Linked DNA regions of Capsicum annuum: region 1 is linked to region 2. A link is a contact called in public Hi-C data. All regions are on one chromosome and are shown on one strand. Each heading gives the region's core, a stretch centred on a gene start, on an enhancer-like site or on the middle of the called end of the contact. The rest is flanking DNA. Distances are from core to core; before and after follow the strand shown.

The links. A called contact is a pair of places that touch in the nucleus more often than the background predicts.
Region 1: a Hi-C map of leaf shows a contact between it and region 2, with 2.4 times the contacts expected there. The contact joins the enhancer-like site here to the promoter of LOC107853330 in region 2. A contact is called at or near these places in 2 of 5 Hi-C or Micro-C datasets (leaf and placenta).

Annotation. Positions count from the first base shown.
Region 1 is chr4:169,629,636-169,636,000 of UCD10Xv1.1, forward strand. LOC107853331 (probable inactive ATP-dependent zinc metalloprotease FTSHI 4, chloroplastic) reads left to right here. Exons shown (of 17, transcript XM_016698334.2): 15 at 814-957; 16 at 1,039-1,202; 17 at 2,449-2,982. The coding sequence ends at 1,182. Among protein-coding and RNA genes, the nearest start is that of LOC107853338, 11 kb to the right of the region's middle. Within about 2 kb of position 3,211, at least 2 of the 5 cell types and tissues checked have an H3K27ac peak or open chromatin away from gene starts, as enhancers often do. A contact at or near this core is called in leaf, where this site is marked.
Region 2 is chr4:169,519,918-169,527,115 of UCD10Xv1.1, forward strand. It overlaps LOC107853330 (acetolactate synthase 2, chloroplastic), which reads right to left and starts at 4,556. Exons shown (of 1, transcript NM_001324699.1): 1 at 2,595-4,556. The coding sequence starts at 4,556. The coding sequence ends at 2,595. It also overlaps the pseudogene LOC107853328.

The sequences.
Region 1 (6,365 bases), core at 1,961-4,460, 110 kb after region 2:
GAACTTTGGGGCTGAATTCCCTTTCTTGAGGGAATGCCTTTGCTCGTTCGCAGCCTTGATGTCTGCGTCTAGACGTTGTCCTTCTCTATATGCTGCTTAGTCTTATAGGAGGGATCAACATTCAGGTAAGTCACGTTACCTGGGTGTGCGACTGGACTTGTATCCAGGCTCTTGGGTTACATGGTGCATCGTTTAAGAGAACTAGCACACCTGTTCAATTTTGGAAAATGCAGTGTGGCATGGGACAATATGACCTGCCTTATTATGATTACTTACAGCTGTTTTTGTTTTGATTCACCATTCTGCTGCTGTCAGCATCCTATATATATTTGTCCATGTAACTAGATCAATTACCGCAACCTCCTTCCCTTTTTTTGGGTTAGTTTATTTATATGCTTATTTCCTCGCAGCAGATTTAGATTGCAATCGATGTCGGGTGAGGATTAGCGCAGTGACAGGAATGGAAAGAGGAGACTCAAAGGGGGAAGACGGGGAGGGAGAGGGAGATGTGGAGATTAAGGGAAAGTAGGGAGATTAGAAAGTTGAAGTCCTCTAGGGTGGTGGTCGTTAGGGGGAGTAATGAAGATGCTCCTCCCCCCCTTAATTCCCATTACATAAATCCTATTGCTGCACATATGCGGAAAGTTAATTTTCCGGAGTACAAACTAGATTATTCAGGGGGGAAATGGTCAATGAACAAGCTACTATCATCGCATGCAGTGGGTTACAGCTCGTTCTTACATGAGTACTCTTTTACTTGCATGTTGTTAGCATAATAGCATTTATAGTATTAAAGTTTCTTACATTTCTCAGCCTACTGTGAGTCCGATCGATGAATATGGATCCCTTATATATGCTGGACGGTGGGGAGTCCATGGAGTTTCACTTCCAGGGAGGGTGACATTTGCACCTGGAAATGTTGGATTTGCAACTTTTGGTGCACCACGACCCATGGAGGTAAGCATGATGGATGCCTTTTTTTATTGATCTTTATGATGAATACTCTATGTATTGATGTCATTTCATGTTTTTATGCAGACCCAGATAATTAGTGATGAAACATGGAAGCTGATTGATGGCATATGGGATAAAAGGGTTGAGGAAATGAAAGCAGATGCATCACTAGAAATTGAAGAAAAGGAGGAGAAGCCAAAACTTCTGATGGCCAGTCATTTCCTATAGCATCCAAATATCCGATACAGGTGTTGCACTAGTCTCTGAACGGTATATATTGTGCAGCTGTGGCTTTATAGTTTATATTGGCTGCTTCAATTCCATGGGGATGTGACATCATTTCCTGATTGCCTGATTTTGAAGGGCAGACCGGGTTAGCTGGTAAAGCTTGCATTGTGCTGGGCCCCAATTTATTGGAAAATAAATGAGCATTATTGGACCGAAAGGGGGTGGGGTGGTTAGGTGTAGATCCTGACTGGTTCACTGAAAGCAAAGATCAAAATGAAGCACGTGGACTGTTGCCTTATCATAAGCTAAAAGTGGACTTTTAAACTTCCTTACATTTCTTAAACTTGACTTTAGGATATGAAGTGCATGCTTACTGTAGATTTTTTCTTGACAAAAGCTAAGGGGCATGCCTGCTGTTAAACCTGTAATTGCCTAGAATATTGTAGAGAGGACTCCGCCTATGGACATTGAAATTGTATACAATTCCCAGAATTGAGCTAACATTTACAAAACTAAGCTTTTCCCCTCTTCTATTTTGCTTTGTTTCCCAAAAACTGTCAGTTTCTTTCCCTTCCAGGTAAGGTATGTGGCCGAAATTGACACAATGAGTTCTTAGATTTATTATCTTATTCCTCGTGTCCAAAATCCTCCAACTAGAAATTTTTAAATGTGTGAAACAAGAATTACTTTAAAAAGATGAGCCACAGAAAAGCAACCCAAAAAAAAAAGAGAAACAAAAAACGTCTTTTACTAATGACCCAATGAACTTAGGTATCTATATAAAGATGGTAAACGAAAACTTTGGCCTTACTGAGTTGTAAGCATGTGACTATTCCTCAACCTTCATCTTAGCTGGAATAACTTGCCATTAATGGTGTAGTGACTGGAGATGCAATACGGAAACACACATCATTATTAATTTATTATAGCACAATCAAATTTGTTTGGGAAATATTTTACATCTGCCTCTGTCCAAAAGTGGTTATGATACTTTCCTTTTGAGATGCCCAACAGTGTTCCCTTTCCTTGGGTGAAATTTTAGTACATTTTGAAATACCCCAAAATGTTTTGGCATATAGATTTTTCCTCGTATCATTCTGCTGCATAGAAAGTCATAATATGACTTTAACATATTTTTCAACAAATAACTAAATATTTATGCTTCTCTTATTAATTATTGAAAGTCAAAAGTGCGGCAGGTGAATTGGATGGAGGAGGTATTAATCAACGTTCTTTGTTCTGATTGATATAATTGGTTGTAGGCAGGCTGCTGGACTCTTCAATCATTGTTTGTTCTAGATACAAGCCGCCAAGCACTCACGTGTCACAAAGAAGTGTCTTGACATCTGTAGCATATTCAGTTTTTTTGAGAAGAGCTAGTCTCTCGGCTCCGGCTACGCTATGCGTATATTCATGTGAGGGTTGGATGATGATAAATTGTTTCAACGAGGCTAATTTAAAAGCTAGTCGCGTATGGAGTGCTTTGGAGAAACACCGAGCTGAAAACTAACATCCCCAGTAGCACAAGGAACAGGAGCTCAAGAGGGGTGAAGAACGTATTCTATATAATGGTTTGTAGTCCAATCCGTCAATCAACTCACCTGGGTTCCCAAACAGGTTGTGAATGTGCCTTTTAGTTAAATTTTGTAAATTATTCCTACACCAGCTCCAACCCCTTTCCCTGTCCACTAAAGTCCTGTCGAGAATTTTGTAATGTCTGGAGATTCAACTTCCTCTGCTTCAGAATATTGTTGCAGGGATTATAATGATGATACTGTCGTCATAATAAAATTTTGGTAAGTCGCGGTGTCAGTTTTACTATATTCTGAACTCAAATTCGTTGCGATCTGCCTCTCTCTCATCAGCTACCACGATTAAATTCGATACTTACTATTGTTATCTGGCTCACCCTGTGAGAACTGAGAAAGGAAAAACACAAAAAAGGTGCAACTTCATCAGCATCACTAATTAATCTGAAGACTCGACGCCAAGAACTTTTGGACATGGTTAACGTTGCTCAATATTAGGTCTTTAAAGGATTGCCTTGAATTATTTCCCCTTGCTCCAGCTCTCTCCAGTTTTTTTCACTTTCCATCCATTCCTCTATTGTGGCCCGTCCCTTTCCTAGACCCCGTGCATTGTATGCACCAGACTGCCCTTTATCCATTCCTCTCTTGGCATTCTTCCACATAAATTAAAGGTATTCGGAGTAAATAAGTGACTCTAATAACTAAAATGCTACAGATATTTCATTTTGTGAAAAATAGTGGCCCTTAATAATAAAGGAAGCTTGTAGGGCAAATTAATTAAGGGTGACAAAAAAGTTTCAAAACTAAAAGAGAGTGACATAAGTTTTAAATATTGAGTAGAGGTGATAATTTTAAGATTAGTGTTAATAATATTAATTTTAAAACCCTCAAGTTTTATTATTTACACAAAGATTCCTACACCATCACCACCACTCCTCCTCTTGCACCCTTTTTGTTGCCGTCGCCGCCACCTCCTCTTTCTCCACTATCATTATCACTGCCATTGTCATCTCTTTCAGATTCACCATTATTTTCTTCCTTTACATAACTATCGCCTATTTTTCTTTTTTCTCCTCCACCACCATCGCTATCAACACCACAACAAATGTCATCTTCTTATTTGACGTCACCATCAGCACCACCACCTCCATTTTTACCATAAATATCACCTTTTCGTGGGTTCCTCCTCCAATCAGATTTTTTTTCAGAAATTAAGTATCGAAGTTGCTGCAGCTACAATTGAAGTTGCTGCAGCAATTTCGATAGTTGCTGTAGCAACAACCGAAGTTGCTGCAGCAATTTGGATAGTTGTTGCAACAACTAATAATAGTTGTTGAGGCAACTACGAAGAAACTCTCGTAATTGCTGAATTTGCTGTATTATTTCTTCATTCATTTTTAAAAGAAATCAAAATTTTCTTTTCAAACTTTTTTTTAAAAAAAAAAAAAATAGTCCATGAAAATTAAAAAAGAAAGAAGAACGAAATGAAAGGAGAAAGAAAAAGAAGAAGAGAAGATGAAAGAAAAGGAATACTAGAGAGAGGGAAAAAAATAAGGAAGAAGATGCAGAGAAAGAAATTTAGATAGAGAAAAATAAAAGAAGAAAGATTGAAAGATAAGAAAAAGGGAAAAATTGTAAAATTTGAAATTTGGAGTTGGACTTTTTAAAAAATTTAAAATTTTTTAAAAATTACACTTTACACCCCAATTAACTTAATTACAATTTAAATGAAGCTTTGATCGTAGCTGGTTAAAATTGTCATCATTTTTAATTTAGAGACTTTTTTGTCACCCCCAACTAATTTTCTCAAGCTTGCACCCAACAACAGAGCTAGCTTGGAAAAAAGAATTCGATTGAGTTCCCTTCAGCTGAAAAAATGTAATGTTCAAACATTGCTTTTTTGGTTGTTGACGAACCCTTGACATTAGGAAAAATTCTAGTGAAGTACTAATAGAGTTCCATAATTAGTTTATAATATAGGTTCAAATACTCCGTTAAATTCTCCCATATAAAATACGTCACTTGCACCTCTAGTTTCATAAGTTGCTTTCAAATTTTGACCCCAAATAAAAATATTTTATAAAAATAGCCTTCAGCTATAAAGTGATATATTTTCAAACAAGATTATCTTTGATCAATGGAGTAAATTAACCAACCACCCAGATGAGACTCTCCCTGAAAAACATTTTTTTTCCGACAAAACCCGAAATGATCCACATAATGGAAAACAATTCTATACTTATTCATCATTCATTTTTTTTTCTTTTTTTAATCCTACTTTGATTTTTATGTTTTCTTTTCTTTTTTTATTTTTTATTTTTCTCAAGCCTTACTTTTTTTTTCTTTTCTCCTCTCAACTTTTTTTAAAAGAATTTTACTTTGATATTTTATTTTATTTTTCTTTTTGTTTTTGTTCTTTTTAGCTTTTCTCGACCCTTATTCTTTTTTTCCTTTACTCCTCTCAACGTCTATTTTTATTTTTTTAAAAAAAAAAATTTAATTTTTAATTTTTTCTTTCCTTTTTTACTTTTAAAATTTTTCTCATCCTTTATTTTTATTTTATCTTTATTTTTAAATTTTTCTAAACCTCTATTTTTTTTCATTCTCTCTCACTTCTACATTTTCTTTGATTTTTATTTTTTAAAATATTTTTCTTCATTTTCTTTGTTTTCGCAATTTTTATTATTTATTTTTTTCTTCGATTTCTTCCAATCAAGTTACATACCATGAGCAAAAGTTGACACTATCATATTATAGAGGCAAGATTTATGACTTTCAAACAATAAGTTACGTTTCATGGGCAAGAGTTGACACTACCACATTGTAGAGGCATAACTTATGACTTTCAAACAACAAGTTATGTTTCATGGGCAAGAGTTGACACTACCACATTATGTTTTGATTTATAAGATGTTCTATAACTCTTACCTTAGAGGCAAGACTTAGCTCAAGGATTTTCAAACCACAAATTATGCCCCACGGGCAAGAGTTGACTCTACCACATTATGTTTTCATTTATGAGATGTTCTGCAACTATTTCCTTAGAGGCAAGACTTAGCTCAAGGACTTTTTGTAACACCCCATATTCAAGTACGTGTATTGACGTATTCAAGTACGTGTATTGGTCTTATTTATATGGAATTAATTTTTTTTATTATTATTTATACTGGAATTTGCCCGTCGATGGTTCCATGCGAAGGTTATTGAATAAGCTTTCCAACGATATAAAGATTTCCAAAAACGGATATGTTTCGGATATAATCGAGCACGTTCGAAACTATAAAACGGTTGCTGGAATATTTGGGAATAATAAATGTGCATGAAAATTTCCTGCACACAAACTACTGAGGCCAGTCGAATTTTTGGGTCAACTTCGAACGATCATAAATCCCTTAATATAATGAACTGGGAGAGCTGCGACCTATGAAAAGAAAGATCTTTGAGTCTTCTTTCCAATGCAATTGGTTTCATCCAAATCCAACGTCTAAGTAAGGAGTTATACTCATTTTACTTCAGCCTATCAAAACATATTTTTAAGGTCAACTTCAAACGACCATAACTCCTTGTACAGGACGAACTGGGTGGCCTACTTTATATGAAATTAAATACCTTTGAATTATCCTTCCAACGATACCAATTTCACCCAAATCCGAT
Region 2 (7,198 bases), core at 3,306-5,805:
AGATGGAAGAGCAAACGAACAAGTAACTCATTTTTAAATCCAAAGAATGAGGCCATAAATATACACCAGAATGCTTAGAGAAAACTTGATCCATCTTATAATTTATAACTATCAATAACAAAATCCTTATGAAGGCCCCAAGGGGATGCTCAAGTGGTTGTGAAAGATTAAGAACCTGGAGATCCCAAGCCCATGTTCCAGTTACAACACGAGATGGAGCTAATTTGCTCCAGCCTTTCCAAGCAAGGCTACCTTGACAGAATGTTCCGCAAGAACACAACTTTGCCCGAACACCGCCAATATGAAAAATCCTTGTAAACGAAAGAAGGATATATCTGCTACAGGCAGTAGAAGTTTTTGATCTTTTTGGAGCTTAAGAGGCAATAGAAGTTGCAGCTGTACTGCCTTTTGAACCATAAAGCAACTTTAAAATTTCAAGACTCCAAGATAAATGATATAATCATAACAATGTCAACTAAATCATGGTGTTGAAATACCAAGGCTTAAGCAGTGGTTCAAGTTAAAAAAAAATTTAAAAAAAAAATTGTTCAGCATCAATTTCTAATCTCCTTGGATCAATAATCATTTTCTGCAGGAGTATCTTAATGGTTTACTATGCAACAGAAACAGGTAACCAACAAAAGAATCCCTCTTAGCCAGAAAAAGCAAACTAACAGGCTGCATCACTCATTAAAAAAACAGCAGCCTGCAACTTGGAGTTACCATGGCTAGAAGTTCAGATGTTAAAAGCTGATAACACGAGCTTAACATATGTTCTGTAGTTGAGCAACAGTACCCAAAACTATAAGAAGAAATTTCATTATACAGCCAAACCATTAAAAACTTACGCACTAGGGGCACCACCTCCTTTTGCATGGCCATCCATCTCAGTAACAATCACAGCTCCAAGAGCAACACTTTGTCGAAATGCTTGAGCTTGATCAAAAGCAGCTTGTGCAATACTACTATCTATAACAATAACACGAGATCCAGTTTCTGCGGAAAACAAAAAGATGAGCATCTAATGAAAGGGAAAAATATAGAGCATAGTAGAACATACCGTTGCTTCAGAAACTTGTCGCACTTCTTCAAAAAGAGCTGCTTCTTGTTCGTGGCACCCACTGTATCCACAATTATTAGATCACAGTTTTCCTCCTTAAACATTTCTACACCATCCACAGCTATTTTCACTGGGTCTGTTTCTGTACAGCTGTTGCAGAAACATTCATACAATTAAAACAAAATGGCCTGAAGTGATGATTAGAAAAGTAATGCAGTTCAAAATGACCTGATTACCAATTACAGGTTCAGTCCTATTAAGAAAGATGCCCAACAACAGTAAATTCCATTAAAGCAGGTGAACTGTATATTCCTTTAGCCTAACAGCAACAAGAATAGCTTTCTCTTTTTCCCCTCCTTTTCCCGTTTGGGTGAAAATTCGACTTAAAAGGATTAATTATGTACTATACCTTTTTGTTCCCTTCCATGGTTCCACTGTTCAGAGTACTATACCTTTTCGTTCCCCTCCATGGTTCCACTGTTCAAAGTATCATATCATTAACTCATGGAGCACAATCGACGCAGTTGGATTCCATTTAATACTTCGATCAATTCACATATATAATTGCTAAAAGTTCAGATTTAAAAATATTTTATAGAGTTCTTCCGATGACATGAACAACGATCTAGAAATGAGATATGGAGGACTTAGAAGTAGGATGTTGAAGTGTAGCAGAGATACTAAGGAGAGATTGACTCAACTCTAGGGAGATCAAGTTAGTTACTCTAAGGGATTAGGTTTTATTAATAGCTCATATTTCTCATGCTAATTAACTTTAACCTTGTGACTAAGATGGACGCACTTTAATCTTGTGACTAAGACGGATGCACTTTAATCTTGTGCCTTATCTAAATGCACTTTAAATTTGTCAATACTTATGAACCTATGACATTGCTTATTGATTAAACAAACAAAAAGATGACGAGTTTCGATTTCTTCTGCCAGGAAGAACAAGAATATTGATCATCATTAAATAGAAGAATGAACATCATTCTACATGTGTGGAGATAACAATAAAAATAATAGATTCAGAAGAGGAAATGCCTTCCATAAAAAGGAACTTTAGCTTTTGTTGCATTCTGTTTCAACTGATCAAAAGCGCTCTGAAGGATCTGCACAGACTAGAGCCAGCTCCCAATCCCTTTTCTGGTGATGGTAGGCATATTTTGTACACGCAGTTTTTCCAGACCCTGTATTAAATTACAAACGACACAAGGATAGCATCTTGTAATTGAAGAGGAAAAGCTTTTGGTGTGCATTATAATAATTGCAATAAATAATGCTTACTGCTGAGATAGTTAATGCAGCTCACATATTAACTTGTGACAGAAGATACACCTAAAGTAGAAAATTAAATTAACACACCTTGCAAACCAACAAACATAAATATTATCTAGAGGATAGTACAACAGTGACAATAAGTAACACCACGCCAAGGACTAATAACAAACTAGATTGAAAGAAAACTTTTGGCTTAATAGAAGTTTATTTTAGATAATACAATGCCTAGAACTAGCTCCGAAGCTTCTCAAAGTCAGTGGGAACATCTCCCATCACCCTCTGTAATCACATCTTTGAAAGCACCACCACTGGGAATCATAGGTAAAACGTGCTCCTGATGCGGTACAATCACATCCAACAAGTATGGTCCAGGAGTGTCCAACATCTTCTGAATGGCAGCTCTAACATCATCCCTGTGTGTCACTCTTGCAGCAGGTACGCCACAAGCCTCTGCAAATTTCAACATATTAGGAAAGATTTCTTCCTCATTTGCAGGATTACCCAGGTAAGTGTGTGCTCTGTTAGCCTTGTAGAACCGATCCTCCCATTGAACCACCATTCCCAAGTGTTGATTATTCAGCAACATAATCTTAACTGGGAGGTTCTCCACCTTAATTGTTGCTAACTCCTGCACATTCATGATAAAACTCCCATCACCATCAATGTCAACCACAATCTCCCCGGGTCTTCCAACAGCCGCACCTATAGCAGCGGGCAAACCAAATCCCATTGCTCCTAATCCACCAGATGTCAACCATTGGCGTGGCTTTTTGAACTTATAGTACTGGGCAGCCCACATCTGGTGTTGCCCCACACCAGTACTAACAATGGCATTTCCGTCGGTTAACTCATCTAGAACCTGAATAGCATATTGTGGAGGGATGGCATCACCAAAAGTCTTATAATTCAATGGGTACTTCACTTTCTGCTCGTTTAACTCCTGCCTCCAAGCAGAAAAGTCCAACTTCTTCAGCTTAGCTTCTTTACCCTCCAATATGGAATTCAAACCCTGTAATGCCAACTTGATATCTGCACAAATTGAAACATGAGGCTGCTTGTTCTTTCCAATCTCAGCTGAATCAATGTCAATGTGGACAATTTTCGCACGGCTAGCAAAAGCTTCCAATTTACCAGTAACCCTATCATCAAACCTCACCCCAAACGCAAGCAGCAAATCACTACTATCGACAGCATAATTAGCATAGACAGTGCCATGCATACCCAACATCTGAAGAGAAAGGTCATCCCCAGTTGGAAAAGCTCCAAGACCCATCAAAGTAGTCGCAACGGGAATACCAGTAAGCTCCACAAATCGTCTCAACTCCTCACTCGACTGCGAACACCCACCTCCCACATACAAAACAGGCTTCTTTGACTCAGAAATAAGCCTAACAATTTGTTCCAAAAGCATCTCATTAGGCAATTTAGGCAACCTAGACATGTAACCAGGCAACCTCATTGGCTGATCCCAATTAGGTATCACCAATTGCTGCTGAATATCCTTAGGAACATCAATCAAAACTGGACCAGGCCTCCCCGATTTTGCTAGGAAAAATGCCTCACGAACAACCCTGGGAATATCCTCTACATCCATAACAAGATAATTATGCTTCGTTATAGACCTAGTTACCTCGACAATCGGAGTCTCCTGAAACGCATCCGTACCAATCATCCTCCTCGGCACCTGACCCGTAATAGCCACTATCGGAATACTATCCAACAACGCATCCGCAAGCCCGCTAACGAGATTCGTAGCTCCCGGCCCTGATGTCGCAATGCACACACCAGGGAACCCGGTGGCGCGCGCGTAACCCTCGGCAGCGAATACGCCACCTTGCTCATGACGTGGCAGGACATTCCGGATTATATTCGAACGAGTCAATGCCTGATGAATCTCCACTGAAGCACCGCCAGGGTATGCAAAGACGTCGGTAACCCCTTCTCTTTCGAGTGCTTCCACGAGAACGTCGCAGCCTTTTCGGGGCTCGTCAGGGGCAAAACGGGTAATAAATGTTTCGGGTGGTTGAGAAAGGGAAACGTTATGATTAGTGGAAATGACATTGTTGACCGTGAAACGACGGCGGTGGATAAGGAGAAGGGGCCGGGTAAAAGGGAAGGTGGATCTAGGGAGAAGAGTGGGGGATTTGGCGGAGGAGGAAGGGGAATGAGATAGGGTTTTGGTGAAAGGAGGAGGAGGGGGCGCTGCAGCCGCCATAATTGAGAGGAGCTGTACGAAAGACAAAAATGAAAGAGGGGTAATGAAGATGGAGAAATGAGTAGTTTTATAAGTTGATTGACAAGTAGTGAGCGCCACGAAATTGAATGGGAGGGGGCCTACTTGACTAAAATGAAGCGTTAATTGCCAAATTGTAAAATGCAAATGGAGACTACTTCCTTTGTCCTGTTTGACAGTTTGAGTTTGGCGTGGTATTTTTAGAAAAAAATAGTAGGTACTTTAAAAATTTATGGTATAAATATTTTTCGAAAAATTTTAAAAGCAGTAACTTTGTAATCTTAATTATAATTTTTATAGTATCAATTTTATAATTATGAAAAATATTAAATTATATTCTATAATAAGTAAAATATTACTATATAAATACATATGTAAATTGAATAGTAATTACTATTTTAACTCTCGTTAGTTAGAGTTATATAAGGGAAGTAACCGTCTTAATTTATGTTACGTTTAATTATAAAGATTTCTTTTCCTAATATGACTATTATATTTCTTTTTTATATCCTTTTTCATTTTTTTCTTTTTTTTTTTCTAATTTTTCGTTTTCTTATTGTTTTCATTTCTCATATTTTTCTTCTTCTTTTCCTATTTTCATTTTTTTTTATAATTTTTTTTCACTTTATTTTGACTCTTCTATTTCTCTTCTTTTTTATCCTTTTTCTTTTTTTTCTTATTTTTTTTCTTTCATATATTTTTCTTTTTCTTTTCCTGTTTTTGTTTTCTTCTTTTTTTTTCTATTTTTATTTTTTTATTTCTTTTATTTTTGGTTTTATTTTTACACTTATATTTCTATCTTTTATTTCTTTTTTTTTATTTTTTTTTCGGTTTTCACTTCTTTTTTTTGAATTTTTTTTTGTTTTTATTTTTTTTACTTTTCTATCTTTTACTTTTATTTTTAAAAGACACGTAACTATATCACATATACATATTTAAAAAAAATATACAAAATACATAAATATACAGATTTGCGTATGTATTTACAGTATAAAATATACATATATATGTGCATATGTATTTACAGAAATACATATTTGACTCATATGTATGTATTAACATATAGAACACAAAATCGCTATAACAAAAAGTGACATAATACACGTGCCTAATTGCGCTAAAAGTATACATTTCTTCTTTATGATGTAGACATCAAAAATATTATTATAATGAAAAATATGCATCATCCATAAATACATATGCATTAATCATAAATACATATGTGTTATTCATAAACAGATAGACATAAGTGGAAAAATACATATGCATTTCTGAAAAAATATATATGCATTAGTCATAAAATACATATACACACTGAAAAAGTACATATATATTATTCATAAATACATATGCATCTATAAAAACCTAAGCATAACTAAAAATATATTTTCAAATCAATAAATATAACATGCAACCCCATAAAAACGTATGAATAATTAGAAAATACATATGTATTATTCAAATATACATATGCATGTCTGGAAAAATACATATGCATTAGTAATAAATACATATACGATATGGTAAAATACATATTTATTATTCATGAATATATATGCATAACTGAAAAATATCTATGCATTACTCATAAATATATATATGAACACCTGAAAAAATACATATTCTTTCTTTTCGTTTGACTTCCTCTTTTTCACATATTTTTGTACTTTTGGGGATTTTGAAGACGAAAGTTTTCTCAATATTTTTCATTTCGTGATTTTTTCAATATTTTTCGGTTCGTCACAATGTTTCAATCTCACCTTTTCTATATCGAATTCTCTGTTCAACTGAATAGGAGTAGAAATCAACTTAACACAAAACTCCACAATCTTTCAATCAAAAAAAAAAATCATAAAAGCTCATCAAATAATGCAGGAAAAATTACAATAGACCTCCATCAAATAACATATCTCCTCCATTATAGCAGACCTCCACATTCTTTCAACAAAAAATATCACCTACCTCCAAAAAAAATGAAGAATACGGATGAAGAAAAAAATAAAAGAATATAAATAAACATCAACTTACCTTATTTGATGGATCACAAATTATTTATTTTTTTAAAAGGAAAGAAATTGAAAAAAAAAAGTGGAGTGAAAATAGGTAAAGGTAAAAAAGTGGGTGAAACCCACACGTTTTTCAGTATAATGGTTAAAATATTGTTACTTTTGCTATAATTTGTAACTTTGAGAAAATATGTTATTTATTGTAATTAAGGTCTTAAGTATGCTAGTTTTCATAATTTTTCTAATATTTTATTAGTATAGGTATCCACGCGATGTACGAAATAAAAAAAAATTAATTAATTAGCTTATTCACTTTGAAATAAAAAATAAATTAATTTTTAATGTATCACATTAATATATTTTATATTGATTATGCAATATTAAAAACAATTATTACTACTAAAATTACAACTAATACTTAATAACTAATGACAAATATAATTATTTTAGATGTTTTGATATGGAAATAAAAATATCAATGTTCTTTAAAATTATATTCCATTGATGAATTTTTAAAATTAATAAAATATGATTTATTAAATAATTATTAATTTTACGATTGAGCTTTAACCTTTATATTTTAAATCAACTAAGACATATAAATTTATTTCTTACCTT